Linked DNA regions of Anas platyrhynchos: region 1 is linked to region 2. The links are chromatin contacts, called in public Hi-C maps. All regions are on one chromosome and are shown on one strand. Each heading gives the region's core, a stretch centred on a gene start, on an enhancer-like site or on the middle of the called end of the contact. The rest is flanking DNA. Distances are from core to core; before and after follow the strand shown. Region 1 has its middle 18 kb from the start of UBASH3B. Region 2 overlaps LOC110353382 (a long non-coding RNA gene).

The links. Hi-C and Micro-C count contacts between places; a contact is called where the count stands out from the background.
Region 1: a contact with region 2 is called in a Hi-C map of skeletal muscle, with 4 times the contacts expected there. The contact joins two enhancer-like sites. A contact is called at or near these places in 4 of 8 Hi-C or Micro-C datasets (liver, skeletal muscle and subcutaneous adipose tissue).

Annotation. Positions count from the first base shown.
Region 1 is chr25:7,452,899-7,455,598 of IASCAAS_PekinDuck_T2T, reverse strand. No RefSeq gene overlaps it. Among named protein-coding and RNA genes, the nearest start is that of UBASH3B, 18 kb to the left of the region's middle. Within about 2 kb of position 1,383, at least 3 of the 8 cell types and tissues checked have an H3K27ac peak or open chromatin away from gene starts, as enhancers often do.
Region 2 is chr25:7,157,097-7,159,796 of IASCAAS_PekinDuck_T2T, reverse strand. All of the region lies in intron 16 of LOC110353382 (a long non-coding RNA gene), which reads left to right. Among named protein-coding and RNA genes, the nearest start is that of SORL1, 51 kb to the right of the region's middle. Within about 2 kb of position 1,421, at least 4 of the 8 cell types and tissues checked have an H3K27ac peak or open chromatin away from gene starts, as enhancers often do.

The DNA.
Region 1 (2,700 bases), core at 134-2,633, 300 kb before region 2:
ACACATGGGGCTGGCTGGACCACCAAAAGGCTGTGATCGAACACCTCCAGCCTCTGCGGGGAAGCTGGTCACAGACCTCCGATGAGAGGTGACCAAATGAGGTCTTTTTGCAGCTGCTTTAAGGAACTTTCTGGTGTGACAAGTGTGTGTAACCTAGTTTTTAATTCCCTTGGTATGGGAAAGTTTCTGTGCCCAGGCAGAAGGCCCGGAAGGGTTATGCATCATTTAAAACCCAGTGTTTGAAATGAGGGGCGGGCAGGGAGTGGAGATGTAGGTTTATAATTCTCAGCTCAGCAGGAGCCACTGCTCTGTACAGGGCCAAAAACCCAACTGATGAACAGCTTCTGGCATGGGCAGCAGTTCTTGGTTCCTCCAATCTCCCACTGGCACAGCAGAGGAAGACTTTCCCTATGGCAGGTTATGGCTATCGGCCAAGTGTATCTCCGTACAGCTTCCAAGGTGGACCTGCAGGGCCTTGGGACGTTTTGGGGTCATCCAGATCTATCAGACAGATTTAACTTTGCTCTGTGAGCCCCTGCTGATTTCTCATTGTCATCCAGGATGCAGCTGGAGCTCACTATTAAAGGCTCCTAACATCAGGCTTTTTTTTTCTTTCTTTTTTTTTTTTTTTCAGAAGCTCCTCAAATATTTGAAACCAGCCAGGAACAACAACAAGTTTCTGCCGATACCTGGAGGCAGTAGGCTCTGTGGATAGTCAAACTGTTCTTGGGAACGTGTGAGGCTCCCAGGAGCGAGGCGGTGCAGGGTTAGGGGCTGCTGAGCATCCCTGGTGGTACCCAGGGGGTGGCTGAGGCTGCCATCAGCTGCTTCTGCCCAGCTCAGCTGTGTAGATAGGCTTACCCCTGTCCTGAAGGGGGAAATCCAATGAGGATCTGCTGTCTCCTTCCTCCTGCAAGGTTATCACAGAAGGAACCACATGATGGAAGCTGTCTCAGCACCTGGGAGCTGTGATAAGAGCCCGAACACGCTGCCTCCCCGCTCTGCTGTGCAGGAGGGTGGTGTCTGCGGGAGTGATTGTACATCCTATGGTGGTTGTATTACGACTGTACACTTTATGGGAATGATTGTACATCCTGGTTGGACCTCTTCTGACCCAGGCACGGACCAGTTTTATCTCCTGAAGGAAGCTTTTGTCTTGGGACTGATGCCAGGAGTGGAGTGAAGGCCAAGCCGCCCCTTCACCCTCGGGCACCCCGCGGACAAAGGGAGCAGAGGGGTGCGCACAGGGGGGATTTGCTGTGCCCCTTTGCTCGGATTTATCAAATAGATAATGTCAGTGGTCACCTGGCAGGAAGGGGAGAGGGGAAGAGGCCCCTGCTCGCTGCTCTTGGCAGCTTGAGGAGGGAGCAGCAGCCACACGAGGTCAGTGTTGCACTGTGCATGGGGAGCCCGCCTGGCCTTGGAGGAAAACTTGACCCAGAAGGGAGGGTTCATTCGGCTTGGGCCCTTTCGGCCTCGTTTGCCACCCTGGCTGGCTTCTCTGAGCAGCAAAACCCGGTGCTAATGAGGAATACCCCCCTGGGAGGAGCAGGGGGGGTTTAACAAGTGTGGGAGAAGAGCTGAGTTTGGGGAGGCTGGGGGGGCTCATGCCCAAATCTGCCAACAATCTGCAGCCTGTCCCCTCCACCCCACGGCTTGTTTTGGCCCCAAAATCCCCTCACAGCCCCAGGTAGGTGGAGGTGAGGTGGTTTGCAGACAGGGACCAGCTGGAGCAGAGGGCACCCAACGCATGGGTGGCCTCCAGCTCCCAAGCCTGAAGGGCATCGGTGCCTCAGCCCGGCTCCTCCACCTGCATTTCATCCTCCTGGGGTGCTCCAGGGACAGGTCGGTGCTGGAGATGTGAGGGAAGGATTCTTGCACAGCTACCGTCGGGGTTATGTCTGGCTGCCGATGGTGGATTTGGATTCCAGGAGCATTTGGCCACTGCCTCCCCCGGGGCTCGGGTCCTGCACTGGGCTCCAAGGCTCGGTCCCAGGGAGCTGTGGCTGTGTTTGATGTGGTGGCAGCGCTTCCAGGGGACGACCGGGACAACGCCAAGTGAAGCTGGGATGTTCTCCAGTAGGCTCTGTGGTGCCTTCATTAAAAACAGACAGATAAACAAACGAATTGCAGCCCATTAGGAGCGTGTCCTTCAGTTCCTCTTCAAACGGCTTTATGCTGTCTTAAAAAGCCTTAAGTAAGGGCCCGGCCTCCTGAGTCTTGGCTGTAAACCGCTGGATTTAGGCTTTCCTTGTGCCTCTAGGTCCGTTGCCTTTGCTGTCTTCTAGCTGTCTGATGTGAGCTTTTCATTTGCTTGGCTTTTCCTGGTGAGAGGCTTCAGAACAAGATTCCTTGTGTGCAGTCTTTGATGTTGCACCACAAAGAATCGCCCCTTTTTCCTAATGCTCCGCTGAACCCCCATTTAAAAAAAAAAAAAAAGAAATTTAATGTATCTGGGCTGGGAGGAAGTGGGGTGACCCATGGAAATAGTTTTTGTGTCAGTTACAAAGGCTCAGATGCTACGGTGATGGGTTCAGCGAAAAGACCTGAACCCATTCAGACGGGGCTGAGCTGGGAAGTCTTTGCATTGCACCGCCTGAAAGGCAGAGGAGATGCAGTCAGGGATATAAAGGCATCCCTGCCAAGCTGGGCTAACACAGCCCGTCCTTTCAAGAGCAGCGTGCAGACACCACCAGTTTG
Region 2 (2,700 bases), core at 172-2,671:
TCTGCTCCTCTCTAGCGGTGCTAGAGACCTCCAAGAGGGCTGGGAGCATATTGCAGTGACTTCCAACCTCCGCGCAGCTCTTTGTGCCAGTGGTGCATTATCTGTGGCTTTTCTTCTTTTTCTTCTCCTGCTTTCTTTAAAAAGCCATAAAACAGCAAGTACTGTTCAGTGATTAAGATTATTTGGGTTCACTTCAGTCCTGGCATGGTGCTAATAAAAAATAAAAATAATTAAAAAAAAAAAACAAAAACGTTAAAGGGTTTGTTCTCTCATTTGCAGAAGAAGCCGTCTCACTATGGGAATGAACAATTAACAACATTTAAATGAGCTGAACTTAGTCCTTTTCTTCCATTGTCTTTGTGCCTTTGAATCATCTGGAATTGGATTTTCTCTGCTGTATATTTTCCGGTGCGCTAAAATGTTTTACATAAATTGCAGACTGGTCCTGAGCTGTAACCCCCTCATCCCCGTGTCCCACGGCTCCTCTAAAAATTAGCAATTGTTGCAGTTAATCACCTGGAGCTGCTGTATGATTGCAATCTTTGCTGATCACGATTTTTTCGCTGCCATTTTTTTTTTTTTTTCCTCCCCCTAAAGAAAATACAGTGCAGAGACAGGGAGGGCGTTCTCTCCCCGGTTCCGTATCTGCAGGCATTTCTGCCTTCATTAATTAAAAATGATAGCAGGGAAGGCAAGCGAAAGGTTTTGATCTTTGCGTCGAGAAGCAGCGTGCAGCCTCCGCTAAACCCTTTCAGCGACGGATTTCGGTGTTCCTTTTGCACGCCGCAGCCTCGGAGGGCTGTCTGTATCCGAAAATATTGCCTCCCTCCCCGGGAAAAGCACAATGCATTGGAGGAGATAGGGAGTAAAGGGATAGAGAAAATATTGCACGGGGGTTTGTGTCCATCTCACGCGGGCTGTCGGAGGTATTCCCATCAGTTTGCTTTATTGAGGTGGCGAAGAGAGAAGTGGAGATGTGATGCTGAGCAGTTTGGGGGGATTTACAAGGGATTTTGGGGTTGGGGGTGGATTTGGGGTTTGTCTTTCGGTCGCAGCAGGACCGGTGATGGGCAGCATGGCACTGGGAGAGGTTGGAGGGGCAGAGGGATGAAACGCAATTCCTGCAGGCTGTTAACCTCCATCCCCGGCTCGGGAAAAAGGGGAGAAGAGAAGCGCGGGCGGCGTTTCGCGTGGTGTAGCTTTAAGAACCGAGACTGAAACACCTCAAATGAACTCTGCAGCAGACAGCTGAAAAAAAAAAAAAAAAAAAAAAAAAAAAAAAAAGAGAGCGGGCCTGGCCCCGCTGCCTTCCTATTCTTCATGATGTCATTTTTCAGGTGTCAGTTTGCCGGAGCGAGATTGGAACAGGCCTTGTTGCTAGGACATGAATGGGGAAGGCGCTGCCCATTGGCTGCCGGGGATTTCTCGGGCAGCCAAAGAGGAGGGAGCAGTCGGCATAGAAATGAGGAGCAGAGGCGCCGCTGGCCGGGACAATTAATGTGGTTGCGGTGTCGGAGCAAATTGTGGCGCAGAGCACTGCGCGCGGGCAATTAGACCCAAAATCTTCCCCCGTGCAGGCTGCCCTAATGGGTCGGAGGCAATTAGCAGCCGTGCTGCCTTCTGCTTGAGTTGGCAGGTCGGAGCAGGGCCGGTTTTCCTCTCGGACAACGTAGGTTATAGCAGGTTTTGATTACCTTCTGCCTGCAGAAATACAACAGGTAGAACCGATTTCCTCTGGTTGTGCTGATTATTGCCATCTAGGTCCATGGTGTGCAGAGAACGAGGTACCACCACGCTGTGATGAGTGCCCGTAGGAGGAAGGAGAGGAGCGGGGCCAGTGGCTGGTGGAAAGGTTCACCTCGTGCTGTATCCCCCACAAAGGCAAGGAGCCGGCGGGATCCTGCTCCCTGCAAACACCTCCAAGCAGAAAGTACCACTTCAGAAAGCCCAACCGAGTCCGATTGTGGTATTTCAGCCCCCCGCTATAAAAAACATTCCTATTTCAGTTGTTAGAAGTGCTTGCCTGATGGTGGAGCAGGTTTGCCTGCCCATCACCCTGACCATCATCCCAGCCCACCCCGTCTGTTACCCCTGCATGGAGAGGGCACCGATTTGTGGCTTCATGGGGGTCACCGTGGTGGTTCTGCAGAGCCCACGGGGAAGTCGATGCCACCAAAGGCAGCATGCGTTGTGCTTCAGATGGGGCTGGAAGCTGTGGGGTTTTGCCATCAGCCCCCTTGCACTGCACACAGGACAGTGCCCTGTGCCACCGCACCAAGTGTTCCTGCCCTCAAGCCGGCTACGAGACCAGCCATTTTATTTATACCAGCCTGGGAGCACTAATTCCAGTTTCAGAGCATTTGCATTTGTGGCGCATGCCCAAAAAGTAGTAAAAAAGGAGAAAAAAAAAAAAAAAGATTTTTTTCCCTAAAATTTCTATGTAAGCGGAGTTTATCCTAAAAGCAGTCAGTTTAACCATTTCAGCTCCTCTCCCCAGAGCAGAAGTAAGGTATTTTCAGTGGGTTTCCCCAGGGGATGATGCACTCATTGGGCTGTCCTGTGGCCATGCACAGGCAGACACACACCAGGCTCCCCCTGCAGTGCCCCTCGTCCCGTCCTCATCCGTTCCCCTGAGCAGAGCCCGTGGGGCCGCTTGGCTTGGGAAACGTTCGTGTGCAGTTTCACCACTCTAAAATAAAT